2 separate regions of the Mus musculus genome follow, and region 1 is linked to region 2. The links are chromatin contacts, called in public promoter capture Hi-C maps. All regions are on one chromosome and are shown on one strand. The core of a region is the stretch at or near the end of the contact, and the rest is flanking DNA. Distances in the headings are between cores, read along the strand shown. Region 1 has its middle 40 kb from the start of Fabp7. Region 2 holds the start of Serinc1 (serine incorporator 1).

The links. Promoter capture Hi-C pulls out the DNA fragments that hold promoters and counts their contacts.
Region 1: a contact with region 2 is called in a promoter capture Hi-C map of macrophages, with 6 read pairs. The contact joins the enhancer-like site here to the promoter of Serinc1 in region 2. A contact is called at or near these places in 5 of 39 promoter capture datasets (the 3T3-L1 cell line, the HPC-7 cell line, hippocampal neurons and 2 more), 6 of 484 Hi-C or Micro-C datasets (CD4 T cells, CD8 T cells, cerebellar granule neurons and 1 more), 3 of 115 datasets of contacts at active chromatin or transcription factors (astrocytes, bone marrow-derived macrophages and memory CD8 T cells) and 3 of 9 other capture datasets (adipose tissue, liver and macrophages).

Annotation. Positions count from the first base shown.
Region 1 is chr10:57,742,962-57,747,694 of GRCm38.p6, forward strand. No RefSeq gene overlaps it. Among named protein-coding and RNA genes, the nearest start is that of Fabp7, 40 kb to the right of the region's middle. Within about 2 kb of position 2,705, at least 58 of the 459 cell types and tissues checked have an H3K27ac peak or open chromatin away from gene starts, as enhancers often do. A contact at or near this core is called in astrocytes, bone marrow-derived macrophages, cortical neurons and 2 more, where this site is marked.
Region 2 is chr10:57,531,032-57,536,402 of GRCm38.p6, forward strand. It overlaps Serinc1 (serine incorporator 1), which reads right to left and starts at 1,498. Exons shown (of 9, transcript NM_019760.3): 1 at 1,326-1,498. The coding sequence starts at 1,364.

The sequences.
Region 1 (4,733 bases), core at 1,455-3,954, 210 kb after region 2:
TGCTTGTGATTTCACAGGTTTCTGTGCAAGGTCATGGTGGGAGCATGCAGTTGGAAGACCGGTTCATCTCACTGTAGATTCCATCATAGATCCTACCTCCCACTACTCTGAATAGTACCATGGCTCTGATGAGGGAACCCTTCGGGGGACGGCCAAGCTGCAGACTGTAACAGGAGCAGCATACAAACAATCTGATATCCACTGACAAAAATTTGAAATCAGAGCATATTGAGCGCATGTGTTCTGTTCCATGTGCCTTGGAGGGGCACATGTGACTGCGCAGCTTCTCCAAGGTGTGGGCTAGCCCAGCTGCTGAGGCCTTGGGGAGCCACTCTTCAGAGAGTAAGATATTAAGAACAAAGGGCTTGTTACTCCTTTGATTCCATGGACTTGACTTTGGCAGTTCTGTGAGAGCTCCCAGCGCACTAAATAGACGTTCAGATATTCCTGTTTTATTTTTTTTTAATCGATTTGGATTTAAAATAACGGGGATTTACTTTTTCCTATCAATTTTTCGATGTCGCAGTGTGGTGGCTACTAAGAGGGACAGAGCAAGGCAGCCAGTTTGTGTGGATTTGGGTGGATTTCTACCTAAAATTGGGTAAATGATATTGCTTCTTGGGTAAATTATTTTGCTTACATGTTCACAAAATTAAATACTTATGTATGAAAATTCATAAAATGGACACCAGGTGGCGATGTCACTCTACCGCTAACACATCAAAGCCAATCTGCCCAGATTGCCCTAGGTTTCCAGATTATTTTTGTTGTTGTTGCGTTGTTTTTACTAATGCTGCTGTGTGTTGGTGGGGATTATCTTAAGCGGGCAGGGGTGGAATCACCAAACTACAGTTTTTCACACACACACCCCTCCCTGAAAAGATGCCTTATCGGACTATAATAAAGTACTCTAATCTGGCTACTGGTTTCTTTTCAATTTTAGGGAACACTATTGAACTTAGGTGCCAGGAGAGGGAGCTATAGTGCATCTTTAAAATAAACTTAGGCATGTATAAAGGCTACGGCTTTTTCTATTCAACAGTTTCTTTCTTATATGCAACACAACCAGCTAGATTTTATTTATTAATTTAATACGGTTGTGCACAATGCTTTTTTTTATTAAAATCAAATTACAAACAATTCTGAATTGTGTAAAACTTTAAGATTCAAATAGGCCTTTGATGCCTTTCAAGTTAGAAGCACTATTTGCCAATTGAGACTTATTTGGATCTCTCAAAGCAGCTTGAGGCAAGTGAATAACATGTGAATGGGCGTCTTTATTCTTGCCTTAGTGCAGAATATCTTCTATCAGAGCACAGCCTCCTTAGTGAGAAAATGGGACTCTTAAAAGAAAGGACATGAGGTTAACTGATTTGCCTGGTCTTCCCAGGGTGGGGGTGGAGGAGATAGCTATTTTCTCACTGTGTGCTGTGTGGGAACGTTGAATGTACAAAGAGGATGCTGGCCAAGAAGTCTTGGCAAGGAACTGTTGGGGACTAAAGGCACTGAGTATAGCTGCTGGTACCACTGGAGTATTTTCCCTAGAGAGGACACATGCAAGTGATAGCATGAGAAGAACATAATGTCTAACACTAAGCATTAACTATTATCCTAAGTGCTTCATACATAATTAGTTCTGACTATAGCCCTATGCATGAGAGCACATGGCCCAAAATGGCTACCCAAGATGAGCCCAGTAAGAGGCAAAGACAGGTTTTAAAGCAAGGCAGGCTGGCTTCAGAAATGGAACTTTCAAACTGTGGACTTCTTTTTTGTTTTATGGTTTAAGAGTTTATTATAGAAATGCAGGGGAAAGAGAGAAGAGAGAGAAAGGGGGAGGGGAGAGAGGAGAGGAGAAGACAAAGAGAAAGGAGAGGGGAGAGAGAAGTGAGAAAAGTGAGAGATAAAGGAATATAGGAGTAAGAGAGCCAAACTGTGGACTTCTATCATCTCCCCAGATAGCAAGAGACACTTCCATAATAGTTCTCTGATGTACACATATCATTCTGAGAGCTTTATTCACATGGGTCCTTATAAGTCATATACTCCCGTGGTATGGTACTACTATTGTCCCTGTTTTGCACCAGGAGAAACTGAGGCACAAATGAGTTAAAAGGTTAAGGTGATTATTGACGGTGAGGATGTGTTTAAAGGCAAGAATGCTTTTTATTGGGCTGGAGAGATGGCTCAGCAGGTAAGAGTACTGACTGCTCTTCTGAAGGTCCTGAGTTCAAATCCCAGAAACCACATACATGCACATGGTGGCTTACAACCATCCGTAATGAGATTTGACGCCCTCTTCTGGTGTGTCTGAAGACAGTTACAGTGTGCTTAATCATAATAATTAAATCTTTTTTTTTAAAGAAAAAGAATGCTTTTTATTTATAACAAAGTCCTTTTGAAGTTACAGAGCAGATGCAGAATTCAGTGTGGATTCCTCCGCCCCGGGGTTTCTTTTGCTTCTGTTTATGCCTCCCCTCCAGGTTCTCATGAGCTATACCATCTCTTTCTAAGGTACTGCTATAATCATTGAATGAATAATTTTTGTTCTTGGTGCCTATTAGCTGGGATTTAAGTACACACACAAGGTCACTAAACATGTAGAGAAAACAAGACACAACTTATTTCACTTCCTCTGCACTGAGGGCCACACCCTGTAATAATTCTGCTTTTACTACTTTTACAAAAGGTTGCAGGGTCATGACACATGTCTGCTTGCTTCCTGTTACCAGCCAGTCTTTGCTAGTATTCTCTGTTAACACAGACAGGCTGTCTGTAGGTCTCTGGAGCAGGTGTTCACCTCCCAGTGATAATTAACAAGTACACAGTCTCACTCCTCAGACCAGAACATCTCTGTCTCAAGAAAATGGAAGTTTATGAAATGGACCAGGAGGTAGTGAGGCAATGATTACTCCATGATGATCAGAGACTGGGGGGATGAACTGATCAGTTAACTCTGCCTATTAGCAGAAAATGAGGCTCAGCGGCTGGGTTATTCCATCACTAAATCCAAAAGAGGGAGAAAGAATACTTTGCTTCTTTGCAGGTACTCTTTTATTACACATTCCTAGAGTTTCAGTTTTCTTAAACTGAAGTTATAGGAAAGCTAACAACCTAGACTTGATAGTCTTTGAATTTGGGGATTTATTTTTGAGATATTTTAAAAGAATAAAACTCTGGCAATAATGGCCTGTTCACTCTTGCAAACAAATTTATATTTTATTTTCCCTGAACTACTTATTTTGTTTTTTTCTAGTTTGAGAGGAGACAGATGGGGCATATTGCATGTGATCTCCAGAAAAGTACACTCAAACTTGGTGACTTTGTTTCTCAGCATTGACTGAAGGTATTATTAGCAAGTTCTTCAATGCTCATGCATGACAGCTTAATTCTACACGAGTGTGCTGAGTCCTCAGTCCTTACTACCTCTCCAAGATATGGAAACATTTAGTTCCATTCTGATGCCTGCCTAACTTTCCTAGGTTGCGTACATGTTACACTGTGTTGCCTTGGTGATAAGCCCTCCTATTTCAGTGAGTTGAACTCATAAGAACTTCCTTCCTTGTGGAAAAAAGCTTCCTGTGCCCCTTCATTGCACCCCATTCCTGTTCCGGATGGCTCTGGAGTTCTCATAGAGCTATTAGGTCTTCAGTGGCCAGAGAGGGTGAAAAGAGGGCCCCCTCTATGGCTGCCTCTCTGAGTGCTCCTACAAAGCTTCTGCTGTCTCCTCCGTTCAGGATCAGCCAAATGATGAGCAGCAGCATCAGTGTGGGTCACATGACAGAGTAAGCTGTGATAAGTGAAGGCTACAAATGAGGCAATGGAGTGAACTCACAGAGGAAGGCTGAACTCAAAAGGAATGGCAAGTATTTCAGATGAGAGGTGCCGAGTGGCGACCAGAATTGCATAGGTGGATTGTTGAGTTTCACATTGTGGTACACACAGAGAAAAGCAAGGTTCAACATTGAAAATGAGGTTCTGCAAAGATCCCGAAGACCCAGGAAAATCAGGCTGAGACATCTGGGTTTTGTCCCTGTAAGCAAATGCAAACAAAAGCAAATCCTACCTTGTAGTAGATAAATGAAAAGTGGGCAGCAGTCAGCAAAAACTGACTTGTAGTTTCCTCCTTACTAAGGTGATAAAAGTATTCTGACAAAAATGATTTATGGGAGGAAACAATTTAGCTTAAACTCCTAGGTCACAGTTCATCCTTGAGGGAAGCATAGGAAATCTTCTCCTAGGCTGAGGTTCTCACACAGGCTCAAGCTCAGCTAGCTTTCCTCATATAGCTCATGACCACATGCCTAGGGACAGTGGGCTGGGCCCTCTCTCATCAGGTAACAAAAGACAGTTCCACCCACAGACATGGCCATGGGCCAATCTGATCTAGAACATTTCTCAACTGAGACTTTCCTATCAGATGACTGTAGGCAGGGTGAAGTTGACAAAATACCTAACTACAAAAAAACAGACATGCTCATCAGAAAATGAAGGTATTAGTAAATTTGAACAAAATAAAATCCCACATTCCTTTGATCAACAGACATCTTTGCTCATTATTCACAAATACCTCTTTGATGACACTTGATAACATTTATTGCATATCCACCTTCCTTCCCCTAGCTGATGATTTATTCACAAAAGCAGTCTCTCCTGAGATGAAAATTTCCTTCTCTGTTTGTTTTGTAATTGCCTGAAAAAAAAAATAGCATTTGAAATGCCCTCAACAATCA
Region 2 (5,371 bases), core at 248-2,747:
CTCTATGGTCTCAATGGAATTGCTGTGTGCCCACACCACAACCAAGCTAATTCTAGTATTACAAATTAAATAACTCAACATCCTAACAAACAAACCAAGGAAACATTTTATAATAACTACTTACAATTGTTATGTGTATGCATATGTGTCTTATGTGTGGGAGTATGTGCCCATGGGAGCCAACTGTCAGTGGAGAGTAGACAGGGGGTGTGAGATTCCCTGGAACTGGAGTTACAAGCAGTGAACTGCCGAATGTGTGGGTGCTGGTAACTAAACTCCATAATCTAGCAAAAGCAGCAAGCTGAGTCATCTCCCCAGCTCCTATTTATTAAGTTTTACTACACTTAATTTTGCCTTCTGTATAAAGGGGTCAACAGACTCAATTAGGCTCTCCGAGGTCAAATTTCCTTATCCAACTGCAAATAGCAAAATATAAGGGAATAGCTCATTGGACTTACAAACAGTATTGAGTAAAAACTAAGCATAATTCTCGTCATATCATACCAAAGCAGTTTTCAAATGATGAGGCATGTAAACTAGCCAGTACATTGGTTACATATACACAAAGGGATGATTTAGTTAAAAAAGATTGTTCCGAGTTAAACTTAGAAATCATTGGCCAAAGAATAAGATTTGAATCCAAATACCTCACCCAAAGCAATGAAGCTTTTTATTATAAACTGCTCTGCCAATGTTTTGTCTATTAGAGAACGGGGTCATCTGTGCCATCTGGTTTACGAAATCTTGCCACTGTTCTAGAGGATTGTACTGCCTCACGAAAATGCAACATACCCTTCCTATAGCATCAACTTTCAGATTGCACGTTCATGTTTTACGTCAAAAAAAAAAAAAATCAGTACCCACAGACCTGAACACCTTTTCTAGAAACATAAATTTGGAAATATAAGAATCAAAGCAAACAAAACCGAAAAAGGTACGTAGTAAGGGAATTTGACTTCTGTATTAAAAACAAGAACAAAAAAAACCCGGTAAGACTACGTCGACACTTGTCGAGATGTCCCAAATAACGGGCCCGACTCCCTGGCGGCTGCGTGTCAGAACAAAAGAGGCCTCCGGGAATGACAGTGCCGCAGTGCGAGGTCGCCGGAATCGGGGTGACAAGGAGAAACTCAGTGCCCGTGGGAGGAAGGAGCTGGAACGGCGACGGCCGAGGCTCCCACGAGAGAGAAAGCCATTGCTCGGGAGACGCCCCGCTCCGCCCGGCCTCACCCTCACTAGGCTCCAGCCCCGAAGCGGAGCCGCAAAGACCGGAGGAGGGCGGATAAACCCAGCTCGCACGGGCCGCGAGCCCCAGGTCGCCTTACCCAGCTCGCCACGGAGCACAGCCCCAGAACGCTCCCCATCGCCGCCGCGTCACCAGCTCGGCGCGTGCCGACAAGATGGAGACAGCTTCTTTCGTCCTTTTTCTGGGCTTATTTACTGTCTGGCAGGCACTTCCGGCGCAGACGCACAAGCCCCTCAGCTTCGCGTGCGTCACTTCCGCTCAGACCTGGACCCGGTGACTGCTGCCGGGCGTGCGCAATGCGCCGAGAGGAAGGGCGTGGTCTTCAGCGATGCTAGATTTGTGGCTTCATGGAGTGGGCCTACTTTGCCAAGTAAAGAAGACTGTGTTAGGGAAGGCCTCTGTCATTGTCTTGAATTTGGACGTTAGAAGAGCTACTGTTACTGTTTTTTGGTTCCTCTTGGGATTTAGCCATCTCATTTCCACTAAAGTCCCCTTTTTAGTTTTGTTTTCTTTGTTGTTGTTCTACTAACATACATATTTTACTCCTGCAGCCACTATGTGGAACAAGTTTCACTGGTGTGTGTATATATGTGTGTGTGTGTGTGTGTGTGTGTGTGTGTGTGTATGTATGTTATATATCATATATATACATATATGTATGTATATATGTATATAATATATATCTGTGTGTACATATATATGTGTCCGTATATATATATGCGCGCGTGTGTGTGTGTGTGTGTGTATGTGTGTGTGTGTGTGTGTGTGTGTGTGTGTGTGTGTATTTCCCCCGCAAGTTTGGGCCTTTCCGTTCTTTTGTTTACTATTGAGACACATTTTAACATGTACTTGAAAAAGGGTTCACTTAGTTAAGACATTTATTATAGTATAGGGGTTTATTAACAGCTATCCGGACATACAATTGACATCCTTGTTTTGATGTGTATGTTTGGGCTGTGTTCATAGAAAAGTGTCGATTCTTATTTTTCTGTAATTTGCCCTTGAAAACATTCCATGAGAAGAGTTTGGTACACAGACATCACTTTGAAATACCCATTACTATAAATATTTTAAAATAAAGATGTCTCATAAAATTGACAAAAAACGCATATAGAGGGGTGGAGTAACCCTTATCAATCTGGCAGAACTACAACTGTTAACTAACACAGACCAAAGAGTGGGGATAAAATTGAAAACAGAAGATAATCAGCCTGTGTGTTTTGAGCATGCAAATCTGTAAAGTCTCTGGTATCCGTTCCCTAGTATTTGGAAGTTCAAGATTCAAAAAACAAAAAACAAAAAACAAAAAGAAAAAAACAGAACACACAGAGCTACAAAATGTTCAGTGAGTCCATTTGTAGTTGGAGATAGATATGGAAGACTGGGAACCATTGTAGTTACAAGAGTCCTGAAAGTAGAGCCCAACATTTCAAGACATAAACTATCACGTAGAGGCTATTTGTACCTCCTCTGATTGATAATGTGACCTCTATACTCTTTCGCCCAAGTGTAAAACTCTGTTTTCAGTATAAGTTGTGAAGACACTAGCTGTTACAGTTAGTATTGTCAACTTGACAGAATCTAGGTTCATCTCTGGCCATGCCTATGCAGGATCATCCTGGTTACTCTAATTGATATGGGCCTTAATTGTGAACAGAGCTGTGATGGGCTATAACCTTGACTTACGAGCTAAAATAAGCCCTCACTCTCTAAGCTTCTTTGATGAGAGTATTTTATCACTGCAAAAACAGAAGGGAGGGAGGGAGAGAGGGAGGGAGGGAGGGAGGGAGGGAGGGAGGGAGGGAGGGAGGGAGGGAGGGAGGGAAAACAAGACACCATTAGTAAGATGCTTGATTTCTCAAAAGCTTAGTGTCTTTATTAATATATATGGGTATAAGATTCAACTATAGAACTGTAAGGGTTAAATTATATGACACATGTTTTTACAAGTGCAAATGCTAGCACCATATACAGGAGTCCATAGAAAATCAACACAGGTTATTTTCTCTACTTTCTTCCCTACCAAAATTACCACTGTCTGTGATTTGCCAACCTAGGTTGGATACAGCCTCCACCTAATGGGTTGCGTCAGTTTCTCAGGTGATGTCTCCATGTTCCTTTATATTTTCTTGTCTATATTTGTGGGATGGATATAATCAGCTAACTTATAAAATGAAGTTTTCTTCCTAGAAATTTGATACTCTTATGAAGGAGACCCAGATATCATTTAATATGTATTGCTCATGTAGAGAACTCCTAGTCAGTTGTAATTTCTGGTATCTGTCATGTCTTTTCCGCAGATGTATAATAATTTATGTGAGAACATTGTTTGCTATGTCTGGTAATAGAGTGATATGTTAATTATAAAAAGTATGACTTCTATGAACAAGTTTTAGAGATTCTGCAATTATGTAGTAGCAGGGGAGAGACTGATGGCATGAGAGTAATTTTTTTTTCAAGAAAGAATTTTACACACACAAAATGATTCATATGGATGCCTACTAGATACTTAAATATCAAAAATATCAAAAATGTCAAAAAGAGGAAATTATGTTACTAAAAAACTAAACATTTTCAAAACATTTTAGAAGCATAGTAAGATAAGAAATGTCATGACCATTAACTCTTTTTGTCCTCAAGAAATAAAACATTACAAATAAAGTTGTTTCTGGTTGTATTTATGCCTGCTCTCTTGTTAGAAATGAAAACAGCTAGCGTATAGCCAACAATCTATGCTGTTATAGCTTCAATTTGGTGCCATCACATTGCAAATTGTGCTTAAAATGAGCTTTCTCAAAGCACTCTTCTCCACTTGTGTTTGTGTTGCCCTACTGTTGGATAACACAAATTTATCACATTTACTATGGAAAAGATGAAACTCTTCATGTTGTCCATTGACACCCTTGATCATTGATAATGTTGACAACTTTTCTTTGCTTATTGAACAATGAGATATACTCTTCTAGATAAAGTTCCTTTTCAAGCCTTTAAAAACATTACAGCTGGACTATCTACCTATTTTATTATTTTAATAATAATTTATACATTTAATAATAATTACATTGTGGATGGCCTTGTATAAATTTTAAATATGAATATTTTAGAAAAAATATAGTGAGAAACATTCCTTGGTCTGAGCTTATGTCAGGATACTCTGGTGGAGTCAGCTTGTGAGGCAGAAATGCCAAAAAGCTGCTCATGAGAAATGAATTTCTAGGACTCTCCTCCTGGATATTCTGGCAAAAGCCAACTCTCCAGTTTGGATCGGTTTGTCAGGTGAAAAGCCTGGAAGCTGTTTCACGAGGATAAGAGTCCAGGGAAATTTTCCTCCCAGAGTTATGGCATCTCTTTCCCTAACCCATTATATTCAAATTTCCACCACATTAATCTAGTGTATAGATTCACGTGCACTCTATATAGTATTACCTTATAGTAAATGCCTTTTAAGACTGTATTCTAACATAGCTAAAGCCTTTTTCCAGTGTTCTTAGATTCTAGATAGCAGCAAGGAGCTTAACCTATTCAGTAACTAATTAGCCCCATCATAAAACAATATAAACATCTGTCATTTACTCAGCTGTCTGTAGATAGAGACTAAAAGTCTCACTGAGATAGAAATCTTTTACTACAGGCTACATTCTATGTCAAGTATAGTTGATATACTACCCTGATAAGGGGAAACTCTCCAGACAAGATAAGTTTTACTAGACCTAAAAATTTAGAGCTCTGTGATAGCGCATTACTCTTAAGGCCTGTCAAGAGTTAACAACCCCCTGATGCTTTTAACCTTAAAGTGTGAATTTCTTGCCTGACATTAGGCTGATCCTAGGCAGGGCTTGTTATCCCTAATGTAAACATTTAATTAGTCCCTGTAAATTCCTTTCTGCTGTAACTGGTGAATTTCAGTGTATCTTGTCTTTTTGTGATTTGTATCCTCTGATAATTCGTTGTTATATAAGTCTGAAGCTCAACCAGAAGAATACATTCAGATCCAACACCATTCTCCGTGTTCGACTGTCTGTCACTACATCTTATCTCTGCCCATCTACTCTAGAGACCCTTTCTTACGCAGGCACAGGGGACCAGAGGGCCTGTGGCAAGCTTACTTATTTTTTTTCACGTTGT